Linked DNA regions of Sus scrofa: all the other regions are linked to region 3. Evidence: chromatin contacts called from public HiChIP or PLAC-seq and promoter capture Hi-C data. All regions are on one chromosome and are shown on one strand. The core of a region is the stretch at or near the end of the contact, and the rest is flanking DNA. Distances in the headings are between cores, read along the strand shown.

Region 1 (3,501 bases), core at 845-3,344, 52 kb after region 3:
CTTGAAATAATTTCTATACTCTGAAACTTGTTGAGAGTTTGTGTGTGTGTGTCCTAGTATGTGGTCAATCCTAAAGAATGTTCCATGTATGCTTGAAAAGAATGTGTATTCTACTTTTTTGATGTGAGGTCTGGAAGATGTCAATTAAGTCTAACTCTTCTTCCATATTATTTATGATCTCTGTTGCCTTACTGATTTGCTGTCTCAAAGATCTGTCCACTGATGTGAGTGGAGTGTTAACATCACCTACTATTATAGTCCCATCAATTTCTCCCTTTATGTCTGTTGTCATTTGTTTTATGTATTTGGGTGCTCCCATATTGGGTGCATATATGTTGATGGATGTAATATTCTCTCCTTATATCGAGAATTCTTTTATTGTTATATAGTGTCCTTCTTTATCTTTCTTTATAGCCTTTGTTTTAAAGTCTATTTTGTCTGATATGAGTATTGTAACCCCCACTTTTTTATCATTTTCACTGAGAGAGATTTACAATGAGCCTTAGTATGCCTATCACCAAAATCCGACAGTTCTCAAAATTTTAAGGACACTTTTGATTACATTTGGGCCCATAAGGATAATCTAGGATAATCTCATTTTAAGGTCAGCTGGTTAGCAAACTTAATTCCATCTACAACTTTATTTCCTCTTTAAACTACAACCTAATATATTCACAGGCTCTGGGGATTACAACATAGGCATATTTTTGGGGGGGCATTATTCTGCTTACCCAAGACTCAGAAACTCAATAGATTCTCTGATGTCACAGTGTTTTGTTTTGTTTTGTTTTTGTTTTTTGGCTGCACCTGCAGCATGTGAAAGTTCCCAGGCCAGGGATCAAAACTGAGCTGCAGTTGTGGCCCATGGCACAACTGTAGCAATGCCAGATCCTTAATCTGTTTCACCACAAGGGAACTTCCTATCATGGTGTTTTTTTTATTTCCAAAGTCACACCCAAATTCTCATCACTGAAACAGAGAAACCCAAAACATATGGATAGAAAAGGACATTTTACAAATTCAGGTCTGTGAGGCTATGGTTTCCTACCAAAATAAGAACAAAATTCAGCTAATTTATATAACAGAAACCTGGGGAATATTTGTGGGGAACAATTCTAAAAGTTCTATATCAAAGAAAAAAGGAGGTAATATTGAATGAGCCTGCAGTTATTTATATGTATGAAATTATTAGGAATTCTGAGTTCAGGGAGCTAGGAATCACTCTAATAATTTGCTCAGTTGGTTAACAAAGAGAAACTTGGATGCCATTGTGGTATACATTTAATAAGACTGAGATTCAGGAACTTGGTGTGACTGAAAGGTAAAAATCAAAGGTAAAAATCCTAGGGAAATAGGAAAGTTAAAGTATGGCTATTATGTGCAAGCTTCCCATTGCTCATCCTTGCCCTAACCCCCCCAGGAAATTTCAGAAAACACTCTCTCCTTTAGGAATTAAGAAATGCCTCGGTAATGATGACATGAGCACCTTTGAAAAGCTCTGCAGGCTAGGAATATGCTTTCATTGAAAAGGGATTCCTGATTTTAATAGAGATGGTAGGATTCTGGAATTGCAGCCAATTATGGTAAGGGCACAATTACAGTAATGGGCAGCAGAATTGGAGAAGTAATCAGCCAGTTTTTACCTACAGGGACCTTTGATTATAGCTAATTGGTCATGGTGTCCTTAGGACTGAAATATGAGTCTTGTGGACAGAAACTCAGCTTGAGTCAACACAATGGACATTCATAATTCTCTGACTGGCATTAGTTCCCATATCTGTACAGCCTTGTGTGAAATGGAGGCTGGGCTTTCTTTATAAAGAACGCCACAACACTGTCACAAGTTACTCAAGAGGACCCACAACCACTAACAGGGAGAGGAGAAACATGTAGACTTTTCAGGAACTGCTAGATGCTGGCCCATGTGTATGCTACTCCCTTAAGACCCAAAATGCTTTTGTGAGCCACCAGCAAAAGTCAAGGCTTATGGAGTTCAGAGATTTTGACCTGAGTTTATCTCAGTGGATCTAGTTGGACTTCAGAACCAATTACTGAACACACAGTTGGCATGTACACAGTCAGCAGCTGGCAGAATCCCAGCACTGACAATGTGATTCATGGAAGAAGGCTCTCATAGTTATTAGCGCCAAATAAACTCTTCCGATTACCAAAACCTGCAGAAATCCAAAAGATCATTCAAAAATCAGACTTGAAATATGCAGAGATGGTGATTCCTACCACATTCCCGCTTAACTTGCCTGTTTGGGCCTGTGAAGAAAACATATGGATCTTGGAGGACATTATGGATTCTTTAAAATTTAATCAAGCAGTGATCCTAAGTTCAGTCTCTACTCCAGACATGACCCGGAGCACATCAACATAGCCTCTGGAACCTGGTATCTGGTATGTAACTTTTGATCTGTCAAGTACTCTTTTTCCCTCCATACAAATTATCAAGGACAACCAGAAGGATTTTAGGGTCACCTAGCAGGAAGAGCAGTGCTCTGTCACCTTCTTACTAAGTTGATCATCCATCTCACAGATTATCACTCCGTTCCAGTATTGATTACATCATGTTGATCTGACTTGAACAACAGGACATAGCAAGCAGTCTAGTTTTCTTTTTTTTTTTTTTTTGCTATTTCTTGGGCCACTCCTGCGGCATATGGAGGTTCCCACGCTAGGGGTCCAATCGGAGCTGCAGCCACCGGCCTACACCAGAGCCACAGCAACTCGGGATCCAAGCCGCGTCTGCAACCTACACCACAGCTCACGGCAACGCCGGATCCTTAACCCACTGAGCAAGGGCAGGGACCGAACCCGCAACCTCATGGTTCCTAGTCGGATTCATTAACCACTGCGCCACGATGGGAACTCCTAGGTTTCTTATTAAGACACATAGATGCCAGGGGTGGAAAGTAAACTGTTTGAAAATTCAAGAGCCTTCTCCCTTGAAGTTGTTATATTTTAAAAATTTCTCTTGAGACTTTCTCCCTGACTTATGGATTATTTAGAAATACATTGTTTAGTTTCCAACTGTTTGAAAGATTTTCCTCCTGTCTTCTGTTATTGGTTACAGTTTGATTCCATTGTGATCAGAGCATACATTCTGTATTATTTCAGTTCTTTTAAAGTTTGGTGTAGTTTGTTTTATGTCTTATGATATGGTCTGTGTATGTTCTATGGACACTTTGAAAGAATACATTTTCTCCTGTTGTTGGGCGGAGAATTCCATAAATGTTGAATAGATCCCATTAGTTGATGGTGCTATTGAATTCTTTTGAATCATTCATTGATTTCCTATGTAGTTGTCTATCAATTATTGAGAGAGGGGGTGTTGAAATTTTGGACTGTAATTGTGGATTTGTCGATTCCTCCTTTCAGTTCTATCAGTTTTTGCTTCACACATATTGCGGCTTTGTTATTTGGCACACATGCGTTTAGGGTTGCTATATCTTCTTTTATCATTATACAATGTCACTGTCTCTGGTAATGTATTTG
Region 2 (3,807 bases), core at 1,083-3,582, 56 kb before region 3:
TGTAACTCCCAGCAGTTTTCTGGTTTTCAATGCCAGCAACAAAAATTTCACCCTGAAATTCCACCCTACAGCTACAGGCCTGTTTCTCTGTTGCCTGTAACAGCAAATCGTTCAAGATATTTTTTTTCACTTTAAAAAGTTTTACTCAAGTATAGTTGTTTTATAATGTTATGTAAATTTCTGTTGTACAGTAAAGTGATTCATTTACCCATACATACATACATATCCATTTTTTTTTCAGATTCTTTTTCCATATAGGTTATCAAAGAATAGAGTTCCATGTGCTAAATATAGCAGGTCCCCACTGACCACCCTTTCCATATACAATAGTGTGCATATGACAATCACAAACTCCCAATCCATCCCTTCCCCCACCTTTCCCCTCTGGTAATCAAGACTTACTCCTAATCCTTGTCTCCACCTCTGCCCTTCCCCACACTCCACTTGGATCCCCTCTAATCAGCTTTTCCCCCCTCCTCATTCCAAATGCCAGCTGAGGGCTCTAAGTGCTCACCTGACTAGACCTCCTGCCAGCATATAATACAGTTGACCACTTCTTCCTTTTTTTTTTTTTTTTTTTTTTTGCATATTGACAGCTTTTTTTAAAAAAGTTTTTTGTTTTTTTGTTTTTAATTATAGCTGATTTCACTCTTCCCTCTGGAAGCAATTTCTCCACTTGGTTTCTAAAGACATGGTCTCTCCTGGCATCTGTGTGTCCTGTGTTCCTTCGCAATTTTCCCCTCTGTCACCCTCTGCTCAGAGGTCAGATCCTAGACCTCTTGTCTGTCGCTACTCCTCCTCAAAGGATCTCATCCAGTCCCAGGGAAATTCCCAATATTTATCTGAGCTCAGGCCTTTCCTTCAAACTGCAGATTCAGGTATCAAAACTGTCCATGAGAATTCTCCACTTGGATTTCTGGCTGGCACCTCAAATTTAACATCTAGTATCAAAATTTTGATCTCCTGCTTTAGAAATCTGCTTTATTTAATTTATTTATATTTATTTTTATTTTATTTATTTATTTATTTTTGTCTTTTTGCCATTTCTTGGGCTGCTCCCGCAGTATATGGAGGTTCCCAAGCTAGGGGTCGAATGGGAGCTGTAGCTGCCGGCCTACGCCAGAGCCACAGCAATGCAGGATCCGAGCTTCGTCTGCAACCTACACCACAGCTCACCACAACGCCGGATCCTTAACCCACTGAGCAAGGCCAAGGATCGAACTTGCAACCTCATGGTTCCTAGTTGGATCTGTTAACCACTAAGCCACAACGGGGAACTCCAAAAATCTGCCTTATTTATTTTTTAATAAAAACTGGGTGGTGAGAGATATGAGAGGTCGGCATAGAATAGATAAGTTCAGCCCATAATGCTTGCAGGAGGAAATAATCAGTCTAGGCCAGTGGTTCTCAGTTGGGGGCCTTGTATTCAATGTTAAGAGAAAACCACTCATTAGAGCCTTAAAACACAACATATCTGAAGCTGCCGAAGTCGTGGAAACACTTCGTGGTGACTTACAGCAGCCCATTTAATATCAACAGCCAGCATCATTTAAGCACTGACTTCATGCCAGACTTAATGCCATTTACCTGCATCACCTCATCCAAAGTTTCCATTCTTCTTAGAAGAAAGCATTATCCTTACCCCTACACATGAGGAAAGTGAGGGAAGGAGAGAGGAGTCCCTGACCCACAGTGTCTTGGGCAAATGAGGGACCGCGCTGGAATCGAAACCGGGATCTCTAGCCCGCCCCTCTGAAATACACTTCGCCAGAGAAGCTTCCTATCCTCGGAGCTCCCCGCAACGGACTCTTGTCTTCTACTCAGGCAGTAGCTTCTCCCGGTAATTAACGTCCACTCTGGCCACTCGCCCTCCCCGGAGTGTCCTGGGGTAGATCCTGGTTACAAGTCTCCAGGCCCTGCCTCTGAATCCACCCCGGGAGATGCGGGGCGTCCCTCGGCTCCTCACCCAACTTACCCGCTTCTCCTGCATCTTTTCGAAAGCCGCCTGGGCCGGGGTCCGCTTGTCCAGGCCGCGCCGCTTCTCCTCTTCGTTCTTTTTGCTCGTTCCCATGGCTTCCAGGAGTTTCGCCTTGTCTTTGTCCTTCTTTTTCTTCTTCCTGGGGAGACGGGTGGGAGCGAGGGTAATGGCAGGTCAGAGCACCAACCCCGGGCCTCAGGAAGAAGCTTAAAAAGGCAGAATATGGGGTCCCGTGGGCTCTCGGGACTTACCGCTTGGTCACTCCGAGCTCTGCTACACCTTTCAGCTTCAGGGGCCCCCTTTGGACTTGCTCGTAGTCTTCCATGGACCCGGTTTGACGTTCGGGCTGTAAAAATGCCACACTTCCTGTTTGAGAAAGCAACTTCCACCCAAACGCCCGCCTCCCTTTGTTTTGATTGGCTTATCCAGGCGGTGCGCGTGCGCCCTTGGAAGCCGCGTTCGCCACACCTCTGGGTTCCGGGTTGGGCCTGGAGGTCAGGTGAGTTCACATCCTCTGCATTCTGCATCCTGCCTCCTGCCATACTTCCGGCCTTGGTGCTACTTCCGAGCCCATTCACCACCTCCCAACCCTCCCCCACCACCCGGCCCTTTCATCCTCCACACCCTCCTCGCTCACTCTTTGACAGAGAAGCAGTTTCCTAAAACCCAACGTTTTCTTGAGTTTATTGCCATATTTTGAGGGTTCAACAGATTACCTAATTTTGTAAACCTAATTAGTAGTGGTTAGTTTTCCAGCTTTTGGTAAATGATAGTAATATGTGAAATATATTGTTGGTGGCATTTAAGAATTGTCTTTTTTCTTTTTACCACTGCACCTGTGGCATATGAAAGTTCCTAGGCTAGGGGTGGAATTGGAGCTGCAGCTGCAGGCCTATGCCACAGACACCACATCTGTGACATACTCTGCAGCTTGCTGCAATGCTGGATCCTTAATCCGCTGAGCAAGGGGCAGGGATTGAATCTGCATCCTCACGGAGCTACACCCGGCTCTTAACTCACTATGCCACAGTGGGAACTCCTAAATTATTTTTTAAAATCAGTTTTATTGAGGTACAATTTATAAACAGTAAAAGACACCCATTTACATTGTACCCTTCCATGAATATTGTCACATTTATACACCTATGTAATCGCCTGTACAATCAAAATATAGAACATTTTGTCACCCCCAAATTCCTTTGTTCTTCTTTCCAGTTAACCCTTCTATCCCTCTTCCCAGGCAACTCCAAATCTGTTTTCTCTCACTATAGGTTGTGAATGTCTTTTTAAAAATGTTTCATGTACATGGAATCATAACACATGTGTTTTCTTGAGTTAGAGTTTCACTGGGCATAATGTGTTTGAGATCCCTCCTGTTGTTGGGTACAACAGTATTACCATTCTTCTTCTTTGGTGAGTGTTATTCCACATAACTGGAACAGACACCCACCCCCCACACCCACCATGTCCTCCACCTGCCTCTTGTTTGCAGAAAAACTTTAGCTTCCGAGGCTTCCTTTGAATTCCAAAGAGTAAATTTAATCAGAGAAGTGAGAAATTGCAGAAACAAAGGAAAACAGTCAAGTGAGACAAAATAATAATGGTTTAGCTATTAAACAAACTCAAGGGCCTTTGGTTCCTCCTCAAGGGCTATAGATAATATTCTGAGCCATATCCTTTAAGCTGTTTTGTAGATACTGAAACCTCTACCAGGTGAAGGAAGATAACTATATGCTGCCCACAAGCATATAGACCCCAGACTTGTTGGAACCAAAAAGTTGACGATGTTGACTCCCAGTTAACTCACCACCAGCCAATCAGAACTATGT
Region 3 (3,978 bases), core at 496-2,995:
TTGACCTTGGAGTTAGGGAAGGGGAGGAATCAGAAACATCTGTGCCCAGGGAAGAATACTGTCATTATAAGAGACATTCTGCTTCCTTCCTCTGGCAGTGGTGACAACCCCCTTATCATTATACAGTTCTGATCCTCAACCATCCAGGGTACTGGCCAAGGCAAAGAACACTAGTCCTACGGCTCAGAGAGGCAAAGTGCTTGTTAAAGGACGAACAGCAGCTGGGAAACAGGCATGATGAGTTCTAGTCCAATTCTCTTTACATCTGGCACCTAAGTATCTTGCAAAGTGCAGCTCTTGGAGGCTGGCAAGGATGGAATTAGCAGCTCACTGTGGGGTTCAGGGAGATAACATACACTGGGGTAAAGCAACACCTACTCCCTAGTTTTTTTCTAACCCCTGGGCTTGGTGACCATTCTTCTGCTTCCCCATCCAGAGCAGGGCTGCAGAGCTTAGAGGCCACTCTGCCTGATGGGTGTTACTTCCCAGTCAAACCTTTTCATGCAGGCAATGGCCTTTTTTCTGGTGAGAAGTCAGCTCCCACTTTTTGTGGATGTCAGAACTGAGAAGCAACAGGTCAGTTCTGTTCAACCACAGTGTGGGCTGGCCCTGTGGGCAAGGCTGTTTTGCAAAGTGACAACTGGTGTCCTGGCCCTAGTGATAGGGAAGTTGGGGCTGTCTGTGGCAGTGGCTGATTTTGGTTTCTAAGCTGAAGCTTTTATCTGGCATCTCCTCAGGATGACAGGTCCCAGGGCAGACAGCTGTCACTTGCCATTTCTGTTACCCTCTAGTGGGATGGAAAGCTGGGCAAGGAAAGTCTCTGGACTCCCTCTCATCATTCTTTCCAGAAGAAATTCATCTCTAGGGGAAATAGGATCAGGGAGGGGGCTCAACCCCTGAATATTCCATTATAAAAGAGCAGGAGAGGTCTGGGTTGGAGTCCTGGCTTAGACATGGATCAGCTATGCTTGTCCTGGGGAGTGAGTGCTCACATCTCTCTGGGACGGTTGAGCCTTGAGTTTGGGGGGTCAAACACACCTGGGTACAAATACCATCCTTGCCACCAGTAGACTGTGTGACCTTGGGCAAGTACAGTCTCCCTGAGCCTCAAATGCCTCTTCTGTGAAAGTAACTCATAACAGCACTTGACACAGAGGACCAGGAAGTGTGATCATGCACGTAAAGCACCTGACACACAATAAAAGCTCAATAAAGTTAGATGTCACCTGTCACTGTCCTTTCCCCATGGACAACTCCACATTTCTACGTTTATAAGTCAAAGACCCCAAAGACTGCTTCGAGGGCCGATGCAAGAACAAGATGACAGGGCGCCAAGACTCTGTCCAGGACATACACTCCCTGACAAGTAGGCTGAGGATTGGGGCCTCAGTATTCCCATCTGCAAATTGGGTACCTGACCCTCACCCCCGCCCCATGGCCCAGGAACCCCCAAAGGGCGGTGCAGGCTACTGCTCCTTCCCGCTCCGGCCTTCTCGACCCTCTCAGATCTCGGGTCCATCCCGCTCAGCAGCTCCCTCAGTCCCAGCCCTCAGGGTGAGAGCCCGGCCTGGGCCTTCCGCGCTCCCGGCCCCACTACCTATGGTGGAGATGAAAGTGGAGTTGAAGGCGTCCTCGGAGAAGCGGAACAGGACACAGGTCTTCCCCACCCCCGAGTCCCCGATCAGCAGCAGCTTGAACAGGTAATCGTAGGTCTTCGCCATATTACACTCTCTCCCCGACGGGAAGTGCGGCCAGCGCCTCGCCACTGGCCCCTGGCCCAGTCCATCAGCGCCGATCCCGCCCCCCATTGGCTCCTGGCCCGCCGCGCGTCACCGCGGCCGACGCCCGCCCCCGCGCCCCGCCCGTCTCAGGAAGACGTGGGGAAGGGGCGAGCAGGGCGCAGAGCCGGAAGCGGCCTGAGGGCGCCGCTCATTGGCCGGCGCTCAGGACAGGGCGGACTGCGATTGGCCAGTGGTGAGGAGTCGAGGGGCTTCAAATGGGGACAAGGCTGGGGCATGGCATCTCTGTGTCCCCGCCTTCTTCCTCTGACTCTAGGGCGGCCACGCCCCCCGATGGGAGGGGGAGGGCGGGCAGCTGGGCCAACGGCTCCGCGCGCCCTCAAGCTGGGGCGGGGTCTGGGGAGCGTGCGCAAGCGCGCCGGGAAGGCCGTAGTGTGCCAGCAGAGGGCGCACGCGGGTGGTGGGGGTGTTCTCTGGCTCTTGCTGTTCCAGGCCGGAGCAAGTTCAATTAGCGTCGGGTCCAGCGCGGGAATGTGGCGTGGCGGTGGTGGTGCGGTCTGCAGGCTTCCGTGTCAGACCGGGCGGAGCCGAAGAGATAGGAGAGCAGAAGTACCGTCATAGTCGAAACGAGGCCCCCTCGAGACTTGCTCCGGGGCCTTGACGCTGGCCAGCGGATCTTCCTAGAGACACCCAGGCCTCAGCCACAAGCTGCGCCCCGAGGTCCGCAGGACTCCTCAGGATGCTCCCTTGGATCTATTTAGAGGTTGCCCAGGACTTGTCCCAGAGCCTCTCCCGCCGCGACCCAGTCAGCCGTCTGAGTTGCACCCTGGAGCCTTGGAACCCGCCGAGAGAGTTCGGATAGTGAGAATTAGAGGGAATACTAAAGAGCTTTTGGTTCTGTGCCTGCCAGTGTTGTCAGCACTTATAAAAAAATTTATAAAATATTTTGTCCACACCCCAACCCACCGAGGTAGGTATTATTGTGTGTGTTCACGCTTCCCCCCACCAAGTTTTACGGTGAGAAAACAAGACTGAGAGGTTAAATGACTTTCCCAGGCTCTTAACCAGATAAATTGGTTTTTGAACTCAAACCGAACAGCTTCAGAGGCTAAGGTCTTGATCAGATAGTTTTCTGCGTGGTAGGGATGAGCCACATCACTTGGGTGGACTCACCGCCATGTGTCACTCTGGGCTATCAGGCCTGGAGGCTTCCCAAGGATCTTGACAAAAGATGACTGCTGCCTCTCCTCACTGTCCCACTTCACATTCTTTGGCTAATCTGGCTCTGGTTAGGAAAAGCTTCAACCAACCAGAGGCAATGACCACCTGGCTGCATTCAGCCTCTGTGGCATTTGATACTATTGACCACCTCCTCTCACAGATCTTTTTCTTTGTACTCTTCCCATGTTATTTGCCTGCTTCTTTTATTCCCTCTATTTACCTTCTCAGGGTGCTGCTTCTAATTCTAAGGTTCCATTGCAGTCTACTTTGGGATTTTTTGCTCTTCCCTTAGATATTGGTGTTTCTCTTGGTTCTTTCTACCTCTGTTCTTGCTTTCATGGTGATCTTACTCACTCCCGTGGCTTCTACCATCTCCATGCTGGTGATTCTCAGTTCTTAGAGAACCCATAGTCCAGCTGTTACTCCATGTCCCGAATGCTTTCAGGGTGCCTGCTTTTGGATCTGTCAGATACTTTAATTCATCATGTCCTCCACTGAATTTGTCATCTACTCACACTAGCTTGTCTTTAATTACCAAGTGAAACCCAAGTCATCTCCAACACTTTTCTTTCATCCCTCTCATCCTGTTTTTTATTTTTATGTTTTTTTTTTTAGGGCCGCACCCGAGGCATATGGAGGTTCTCAGGCTAGGGGGTCGAGTTGGAGCTGTAGCCGCTGGCCTACACTACAGCCACAGCAATGCCAGATCTGACCCACAGCAATGCCAGATCCAAGCCACATCTGTGACCTACACCCACAGCTCACAGCAACACTGGATCCTTAACCCACTGAGGGAGGCCAGGGATTGAACCTGCATCCTCGTGGATACTAGTCAGATTCATTTCTGCTGTGCCATGATGGGAACTCATCCTGGTTTTTTAAGGAGGTTCTAAATAGCTCTTGAATCTTGCTCTTCTGTTTCTAATGCCTGTCAGATCATCACATCTCTCCACTGGTCTCCCTGATCATTCACTAATCCAGATTACACCCTGCAGTGTGCTCAGTCTAAAACAGGGTC

Evidence for each region. Promoter capture Hi-C pulls out the DNA fragments that hold promoters and counts their contacts. HiChIP or PLAC-seq counts read pairs in DNA pulled down with a chosen protein or histone mark.
Region 1: a promoter capture Hi-C map of liver shows a contact between it and region 3, with 4 times the contacts expected there. The contact joins the promoter of LOC100513462 here to the promoter of RAB8A in region 3. A contact is called at or near these places in 2 of 5 promoter capture datasets (fetal liver and liver) and 14 of 47 Hi-C or Micro-C datasets (alveolar macrophages, embryonic fibroblasts, epiblast stem cells and 8 more).
Region 2: an H3K27ac HiChIP or PLAC-seq map of alveolar macrophages shows a contact between it and region 3. The contact joins the promoter of FAM32A here to the promoter of RAB8A in region 3. A contact is called at or near these places in 1 of 5 promoter capture datasets (fetal liver), 13 of 47 Hi-C or Micro-C datasets (alveolar macrophages, blood, epiblast stem cells and 5 more) and 2 of 2 datasets of contacts at active chromatin or transcription factors (alveolar macrophages and skeletal muscle).

What each region holds. Positions count from the first base shown.
Region 1 is chr2:61,500,648-61,504,148 of Sscrofa11.1, forward strand. LOC100513462 (olfactory receptor 10H1-like) reads left to right here and starts at 2,095. Exons shown (of 2, transcript XM_013994646.2): 1 at 2,095-2,403.
Region 2 is chr2:61,391,919-61,395,725 of Sscrofa11.1, forward strand. It overlaps FAM32A (family with sequence similarity 32 member A), which reads right to left and starts at 2,333. Exons shown (of 4, transcript NM_001243887.1): 1 at 2,230-2,333; 2 at 1,976-2,117. The coding sequence starts at 2,303. The region is part of intron 1 of CIB3 (calcium and integrin-binding family member 3); the gene reads left to right.
Region 3 is chr2:61,448,606-61,452,583 of Sscrofa11.1, forward strand. RAB8A (RAB8A, member RAS oncogene family) reads right to left here and starts at 1,746. Exons shown (of 8, transcript NM_001243802.1): 1 at 1,598-1,746. The coding sequence starts at 1,721.